Linked DNA regions of Gossypium hirsutum: region 1 is linked to region 2. A link is a contact called in public Hi-C data. All regions are on one chromosome and are shown on one strand. The core of a region is the stretch at or near the end of the contact, and the rest is flanking DNA. Distances in the headings are between cores, read along the strand shown. Region 1 has its middle 11 kb from the start of LOC107929504. Region 2 holds the start of LOC107929500 (putative aminoacrylate hydrolase RutD).

Region 1 (4,714 bases), core at 1,477-3,976, 35 kb before region 2:
CTTCTGCTGCTCTTTGGCGTTTGAACCGAGCAATCTGATTGCAGGCACAAAAAAGCACGTACACCACAACAGAATTTCCATTCGAATCTATGTATTCCTCCCCAAAAAAATACAAATCATGCTGTTAGCAGGAGTATACATAACTACCTTTAAGGCCCTTTGATCAGCAAAAGAATTTGATGCTCCTTGTACGGCGACTTCCAACTCTTCCTGTGGTACAAGCTCCATTGCCTCGCAAAAAGACATGAGCTCCTAGAAGACACCACACTTTCTATAAGTTCCAATTTACATACTAGATGGACTATAGACTACAAGTTGAAACAGATTAAAAAGTAAACAGCTATCAAGCAACACTATTCAGTATTATGACTAATCTTTCAACTACACTTCATGTTATGAACTAAACTTACTTTCAATTTTGCCTGTGAAGTTTTGAGAATCTGTATCCTATCGTCCTGCACAATATTTTCAGTCAGCTCTGCAAGATAAAATGGCACCTGAAATGAAAAAAAACGTTAAAACCTTGACGCTATGACATAACTACAGCATAATACAAAAATAAGTAATTCCAGAAACATTATGAAATAATTAGAAATCCAAATTTCAAATGGAGCTTTTTCTTTTTTGAAACTTAATGTAGATACTACGGACAACTGATTTATCAAAAAAGGAAAGGGAATTATAATATTGAAGATTACCAGAATATACTTGAGATTGGTGGTGCTAATGTCATCAATGGTCTCATTGATGAAAAAAGTCCTAGCTTGCTTATCATGTCCTCGCACTTACCCAGTGCCTCGCATCCTTTCTTTACCAGATCCTATGAATCCACGGAGTGCAAATTTTATCAGATAAGAAGGTAGTAAAGGGACATTGAATCAAGCATGAGAAGGGAGCGTACCTGATCAGCACCGGACTCCGTGGCCGTCAGATGGATCTTACTCGTTTGTTCGAAGAGAGCAGGCAATGGCATGTCCTCCATTTTGCTCTCACACATGGATCTATATCCAAAAACCTAGAAATTTCGCAAATTCATCGAGACAAAATTTTGAATTTAACAATTTGCGATGATTTTGATTTGAATGTACCATGTGTACATGTGTAATATACATGGACTAATTTTTAATATTAAAAATAAATTAAAAATATAATCTAACTATTAATACAAGGGTTTTAGAGTAATTTTACCGTAATTTTCCTCTGCACTAGTGCTCCATGTTCTCAAACCTTTCATGGAAAAAAATTTCTGGAATCCCCGCGACTTCACCGGAATGCCACGTCACTCCACCAAATATTATAATCATTCAAAAACATTTCGCCATGTTTGATGGATATTTTAAAAGTCAATTCACATTTTCTTTATTATCATTTAGATCGAAGAATATACAAAAAAATACATATAAGAAATGCAAGAGGAAGAATCTTTTGATGGAAATGGAAGCCTTCTAATTATTATTCAATGCAACATCCACAGTAGGGTCACACTTAGCTCATATTCTTCACATTTTTTTAAAATAATTTATTTTTTATTGATTGCTTTGAGTATAATCAAGTGCTGGGTTAATCCAAATTCCAAAAGCAGATCTCGGAATATACATATATAAATTACAATCATGGAGCTGTGAGTGCTCTTCTCTTTTCCATTTATATACTTCTTTTTTTATCATGTAAACAAAACAAAACTGATTTAATACCATTGATTTGCATATCATTTCCTCAACCAAGGAAGCAAATCGAAACACCCTAATAGTTCTGGACCCATTGAAGATTTCCTCTCTTTGTTTACAGATAATGCTCTTCGCCACCATTTTTGGTCAACCAAGGAGCTTTCGCAGGTAATAAATTGTATCAAATTGCCATCCTGTTTAAGTAAATTGAGTCTTCATTAACATTGTCAAGCATTAGGGTTCGATTTGAGTATTAATTGTTGGGAATTGGGATATTGTTAGGCTTTTAGGGAAGCAATTGAACCACATAGAATTGGTTTTTTTTTTTCTTTGACTTTAACTTTTCATGAGTTTTGATTATCCGATAAATGATAAATGCATTGGTCTAAGGTTTTTTTGTTTGCTTAACAGTGTTTTAAAAACCGAAACAATGTTTTAGGTGATTTTTCAGTTTAATTAATTTATTCGTCCATTTAATAATAATTAAAATGTTATAAAATTAAAAAATTTTATAAATCGGTTTAACTGCTGATTTTTTGTCCGGTTCGGAGTAATTTGTTTACAAATTAATTTAATTTTTTGTCCAACTAATATACTAACTTATTTTCATTCCAACCAATTTATCTAGTCCAATTCTAACAAAATAATGCGGTCCAACCTTAATACTTATATGGTTGATATTTTCAATATAATCTTTAGGTATTGGCTTGATTTATTATAGGTCTGGTAAGAGTTGTACTCTAAAGTCTACAACATAATTTTCCATATGGTCCTAAATCATTAAAAATGGAATTAAATTACACATTTATATTTTAACTGAAAAGTAGTTTCATAATAAATTTTCAATTCTTTTCCTTTTCCAGATTATTATTACAGTTTTAATTTTCAACTAATAAGTTCATGCATTTAAAACTGAAAGACACTTTGGAAACAATAAAATATTTCCAGGATTGTTCAAGGAAACATTTATTTAAGGTCTTCAAACTTTTTTCCTTGTTAGTATTGGTGACAAACCATCAGAAGAATTATTTAAAAAAAGTTGATGGGATAGCATGTGGGTTATCAGGTCACTGAAAACCAGGGAACAAGCCCTTCCATTCTGTAAAAGGTTTGCCCTTTTGTTTAACAGATTTCGCAGAGTTTTTCACATGTAAAAGTTCATGCTTTTGGTATTCCCTGATCATTTTATAAAAAGGATAAATTGCGACTTTGGGTTTTTTTTTTTCTTTGGCTATCCCTTACATGATTTCCATGGAAAACCAGCATTGGGGGCTCTACTTTCTAGCATTTTGTCTAGTTTTGAATTGAAGACATCTTTCAACCTTTTATTCTTGTAAGTTTTACATTATTCTTGTCATGGATTGTCCTGTTTTTATAAGGTGTCCTTGTGCTGCTTACTGTGTAGGATATTATTGTTCCTCCATTATTGTTATCCCTTTTTGTGCTCAATTATTTGTCCTTTTCTGAGTGACTATATTGCCATGAATATATCATATGTTTTCTTTTATGGGTCTGAATCAAAACAGTGAATGCCTGGAATTTCAGTTCCAGAGGTAAAGAAAGAAACAAGTTCCTCAGCTATGGATGAGAAGGGAATCTCTGGTTCATATCCAATTTTCTCCGAAGACAAAAAGGATAGCTTGTATCCAATGTATATTGGTGTTTCTTGTGCCTTTTTTGCTCTCAGACTCCTTACAGGACCCGAAAAGGAAGATGAGAAATGGTCTGAATCCCGAGATAAAATGCTTCATGGAAGTGCTCAACTCTTGGGATTGCTTATATGGAGAATCCAGAGAGAAGAAGCCAATGAAGCACAGTGCGAGCTTCTCCGAAAGCTCGAGATTGCTAAGATAGAGATCGAGGAGTTAAAGAAAAGGAGACATGAAGATGCAAAGGCAAATGAAAAGGTTGTGAGCATCTTTGCATCTCAAGAGCAAGGATGGTTAATGGAAAGAAAGTCACTTAGGCAGCAAATTGAGCTCTTTTAAATGAATTAAGAGTCCTTGAGAAAAAGAAAGACCAAGAAATCGATGACTTGAACAAAAAGTTGAATGAAATGGAGATGGTGGTGGAGTCTAAGGATAAGGTAATTGAAGAAATGGAGCAAAAGGGGAAGGAATTAGAAGAAAAGGTAATGGAATTTGAAAGTATTGCGGAAGAGTTGAAGGAAGCTGCAAAATGGGAAGCTCAAGAGCATTCTAATGAGCTTTGGAAGCACAAAACTGCCTTTATCGAGATCGTTTCAAACCAACGGCGACTTGAAGCAGAGATGGGGCGAGCCTTTAGAGAAGTTGAAGCTACAAAGCTGGAGCTTGATGCAGTCCTAGAGCAAAAAGAGGAGTCAGTTTTGTTGGCTCAAAATTTGTCCATGGAAATCGCGAAAATGCGGAAGGACTTGGAACAGAAAGATAAGGTCTTGTCTGCAATGCTGAGGAAAACTAAGTTGGATACCGCAGAGAAGCAATTGCTTTTGAAGGAGGTTAAAGTATCAAAGACAAAGAAGAAACAAGCTGAACTAGAAACAGAAAGGTGGAGGGCAGTATCTGAGTCTAGACATGAGAGACATTCATTGAAGGCCATGTTTGCTAACCAAGCCAGTGCAAAATTAGATGCTTCCTTTGGTGCCAAAGAGGTTTCTAACTCTGCCAAAACCAGATCACTGCCGACTGATGCTGGTTTTGAATATGACCTTTCAGAGCTAAAAACAGACCCAGCGATCTGTTCTCCTCTTATGGATTGTAACTCCCCAGAAATGAGTGAGGATTGGGGTAAGAACAAGATCCAGTCAAATGCTTAACTTGTCATGAACTTAAGATCATTTTCTTTGTTTGTTCTGTGCTTTTATTCCCCCTTTTTGTTTTTCTGTTCTTGCATTGAAGCAGTGATGACAACTGATGTCAAAAGGTTGGAACATTGGGTTCGAGATGAAGCAGAAAAGTATGCAGCTGTCATTGAGAAGAGGCATCATTTGGAACTGGATGCCTTTGCAGAACAAATGAGACTGAAAGATGAGAAGTTAGAGGCTTTTCGTTGGCGGCTACTGAGCA
Region 2 (4,616 bases), core at 690-3,189:
AAAAGTCATATTGCCATGCCCATAACCATATCTGAATATAAGACATTGGTATTTCATGAAAAAATAAAAAGTTGGAAACAACATAGTTCACAATCACCAAATAAAAAGGAAAAGGATTTTGTTAACAAAGAACAACATTACCTCTGAGTAGTGCGTGTCTAAGTCAACCGCTGCTCTTTGCTCAGGAGTCTTTGCCTTTAAAAATCGAATTGCAATGGATAATGTTTTCCGGTCAAGCTGCAACAGAGTAAAACAAGTTACTTACTAGCTGCTCCTAAATCCTAATATAAGTTCCAAAAGTATGAAAGTGAATCTGGTTTTCAGCTCATGAGAACTAGTTAACTATATATCAGTATGAGAACATAATTATAAACAGTACTACTGCTGACATCATATTGGATGATGACCAGGAAATTAACTGTCATGTTTCTTTCTCAGCAACAAAGATACAACAGTGAGAAGTGATATCTGGGGAGACTTAGCAGATCAAGGAGTCTTTCTAAACTGAGAGAGAAAGTGCTTGGCAGAATGGCAGGCTATGATAAACTTTAACTTTTCGGATACTGAAATCCACTGTAAATTAGTAAAATCTATCCTCTGTGTTCTACAGTTTAGCAAATGATTCCAAAGTGTGTCATAATCTCTACAGTTATCATTAAAGTCTCTTAAGCTGAGTTAATAATGGATATGCATAAAACTCATCAAATTTATGAAAAAATGAAGAGAACTCAATTCAAGGCAACCAAATGCCCAGAAACACAAATAGAAAATAAAGAATTACCTTCGGGCAACATTCAAAACCTCCACCTGTTACATTAAGTAATGCTAAAGAAAGAATTCTATCAGGCACCAATGCCGCCATCTTACAAGCAATCATAGCCCCTGTTTCGGATAACAAATTCAAGCAAGCTTTATATTAAAAACAAGATTACCATTTCTTCATTAATACAAACTAAGAAGGTTAAAGTTTCTTTTTCCTGGATTTTTTTCATTCTTGCAATGAAAATCCGAATGAATTCACTCACCCATTGAATGCCCAAAAACATGGGCTTTCTTCCAGCCCAGATGATCCAATAAGGCAATTGCATCTTTTGCCATAATTCTCGTCCTGCACTCAACATCCAGAAATAAGAAAGAAAAATCACTTTCCTCGCTCTTCTTCTTCAACCGGGGTTAGTAATTTTTAAGTCACTTACAGTATTAAACACATTACAAAAATTTGATTGACTTTCTTTATTTTTAAATAAATAACAAGCTACAGTTCACTGTAAAAAGCAGGAAAAAGCGCCTTTATTAAATAACTATAAACAGGAAAAAGAAAGTCAAAGCATAATAAAAATTGAATGCTAATAAACCGCTAAAAACAAAAGAGACTCACGAATAGTCTGATTTTTTTGTGGGAATGGAACTCCGGCCCATCCCACGATTATCGAGGGAACAAACCTCGATGCCGCCGACCTCATTATTAGCTCCGTCGGATTCCCGATCAACCGCCATAGTTTCATCGTCGTTGGCCCTATCGGTTCCGGCCAGTCCCCTGATTTGTGGGCCCCACGAATCATGTGTACCCGCCAATCCTGACCATTCATTCACCAAATTATCAACTACCGCCCAAAAAGAAGGATACATTCAACGAACATTTGAAAGTAAAATTAAAAAAAATTAAAAATCACCTGTGATTAAGAGGACTTTGATAGGGCCGTGACCGTAAGTCCGATAATAAATCTGGATCCCATTGTTTAGAGCAGCGTCGACGGCGTTCTGCGTTTTTCCCACCTCGCAATACGGCATCGTTTCGTAGATTGGATTCACAATTTATGCTCTGAGGATTAAAAAAGTAATTGATAGAGATTATAATTTTCAGTTTTTTTTTTTTAAGTATAATCTGAGATTATTCAGATTTCTGCTGTTCCAGAATATGAAAAGAAGATAAAGAGGGAAGACGAGCAGAAGGACGATGAATACTTATACGGGTATTGGCTGTTGGATTGCACCACGTGGTTAGTGTCTATTGGTTGTTGCCACGTTGGATAGTTGATTGGCGCGAAATCGGTCAAAGGTCATAATTTAGATCCCTTTCCTAATTACAATTGCAACGCACCGATCGCGGGCATCATAAACTAAAGCTCGTCGAGCCGTACACGTGGGAGGCTTTTGGATAGGTTTTTTTTATTGCGCAGTTTCATCAAATCAGTATATATGAATTTAGCCACGAATTACACATGCTTTGGGGCAGTGTATATATTTTTATCCAACACAGCAGTATAAGAATTTTTATTGGGATCTTAATACTAAGGCTCAAAATTTGGGTCTTGATACGTTAACACAAAATTTTTAATCATTTATTATTTTGAGTTGTTGATATTGATGATTTTAAAATCTATACGTTTGAATAATGTGATTGAATTGACTCCATCTTCATTAATGTTTCGATAATTATTAAAGTTTAATTCATATATATTAAATTTAATCTTTTAATTTGGTTAAGTTTAGATACAACATTAATACTTGTTATTTATCCAACTATGTTATATTTTCGATTTTTGGAGATAAGTTTTTGAGTAAATTTTTTAGATTTACTCATTGCAAGAATTTTCTTTTCTTTTAAAAAATACTTTTTCATTTAATGTTCGTGTATACTCAACTCATTAATCATCATTTCTAACCTTAATTATCGCGTTTCGTTTGAAGTGATTAAAAGCACATCTAGTCGTCATCCTACCCAAGTCTATGATAGCAAACCACTTAACCATTTGTCTCTAATCCACTAATAAGGACTAAACGTGAGGCACTTCGAGGTTATAACTAAAGGTATAAAAATCTTCGGCTTCAATAACTTGGATCTAAGATATATTTTTTTACTCGTTGATGGGAATTGATTCATCATACCGATTATCAAATCGTCACTTGGAGCTCGTTAGCTGAACTTTGAAAAGAAACTTAACAGCCCAGTGACTTAAATAAAAAAGTTTGAATAATTCAGTGACTTAAATGAAAACTTTCGAATAGTTCAAAAACAAAATTGTAATTTTTTTAGTTAAATAACCAAAAATGAAAACTTACCCGTAGTTTAGTGACTAATGGTGTAGTTTACCCAAAAATAAAACAATGCATTTTATGTTTTCTATGATTAATAGAGGCATATTGATAAATTTAGTCTTTAATGTTTATATTTTTTGTCAATTTAGCCCTTATTCTCTTTTAGAGCTAAATTTGACCGTTAACACTTTTAAAAAGAATCGAATTTGATCATTGACCTTTCAAAAATAGTTTAATTGTTATATTTTTAAGGAAATTATTGACTAAAACATTAAATTTTAAACATGACAATCTATGCGAATTTCATGCTTTTTTTTATTTTTCTGAATATTTTTATAATTTTTAATTTATTTATTATGTAGAGTATAAGATAAATAGTGAAAAGTCAACATGAAGTACACTTTAGCACACAAGTCGTCATATCAACATTGTTGAAAATTTAATATTTTAGTTAACATTATTTGACCTTTTGTTGAAATGTTATTAGACAAATTTGGTTAAAATATAAAACAAAGACAATTTACGAAATATGTAAACATTAAAAGTTAAATTTATCATTATACTATTAATATACAACTTTCAATTACATAAATATTTGGGATGAAGTTTTGGTTAAAATATTTATTTTTTTATAGAATAAAATATATAATATTATTTAAACATTTGTGTAAGTTTAAATATGTGTTCTAAATATATAATTTCTACATATATATGCATGTGATAAATTTTATAGTAAAGTTAGTATTTGATATATTGATAGTGTATTTTTTTAACTTGTTATGTGTCACATTTGATACTCGTCTCTACACTTTAACTCATAAATAGGAGGATAATGTGCTTCACCGCACTTAAACCTATCTGCTCCTATATTGATAACAATACCTATACCAATCGAGCTAAAGACTCAATAAGCAACATACAACACTTAATGTTTCCATTTAGACTTTAATTATGATTTGTTTTTAAAATTGATAATATTTTAATTATCAAAATATTTTTTAATACTTGAATAGTATTATTTTATATTAACTCCATGAAATAAAATTACATTAATTGATTAATTAAAAAAAACAAACATGTAAACTTACGTGAAAAGTTTACGACATCAATAACTATTTCTTTTAAGACTCGTTCCCCTTTTATTAATAAATAATTTTAAATTATTAAAAAATAGTTTTTATAAGATTAAAATTTTTAAAAAGTAATCACCAGATTAAACATTTAATTTTATAGTTTAAAAATAATAATTTTTATAAGGGACCACAAAAAAAAAATAGTCAAGTTTTTAATTAATGGGTGTCCCTAGTTTCCAACCAAGTGACCTGGGAGACTGACGTTATGACTGTAGTAAATTAATTCCGCTATGACTTCCATCATTACTTTACATTGGTTAGTCATTCATTACCTCAAAAATGGTAAATTATTGTATAACAATTTAGATCTTAAGTAATATTTTTAGAATTCAGATAAATGGTTCAATCAGTATTTTAATTAAATCGGTACGTGATTTGACTGCCCATCAAATAACATTTATTTATTTATTAGAAAATTATAATTCAGTTTAAATGATTCAATTG

Evidence for each region. Hi-C and Micro-C count contacts between places; a contact is called where the count stands out from the background.
Region 1: a contact with region 2 is called in a Hi-C map of fibers, with 1.7 times the contacts expected there. The contact joins the enhancer-like site here to the promoter of LOC107929500 in region 2. A contact is called at or near these places in 16 of 34 Hi-C or Micro-C datasets (anther, callus, cotyledon and 4 more).

The regions. Positions count from the first base shown.
Region 1 is chrA12:106,672,708-106,677,421 of Gossypium_hirsutum_v2.1, reverse strand. It overlaps the pseudogene LOC107929589 and the pseudogene LOC107929590. Among protein-coding and RNA genes, the nearest start is that of LOC107929504, 11 kb to the right of the region's middle. Within about 2 kb of position 2,726, at least 6 of the 9 cell types and tissues checked have an H3K27ac peak or open chromatin away from gene starts, as enhancers often do. A contact at or near this core is called in cotyledon and fibers, where this site is marked.
Region 2 is chrA12:106,637,082-106,641,697 of Gossypium_hirsutum_v2.1, reverse strand. It overlaps LOC107929500 (putative aminoacrylate hydrolase RutD), which reads right to left and starts at 1,939. Exons shown (of 11, transcript XM_016860935.2): 1 at 1,674-1,939; 2 at 1,379-1,577; 3 at 1,026-1,108; 4 at 782-882; 5 at 142-237. The coding sequence starts at 1,791.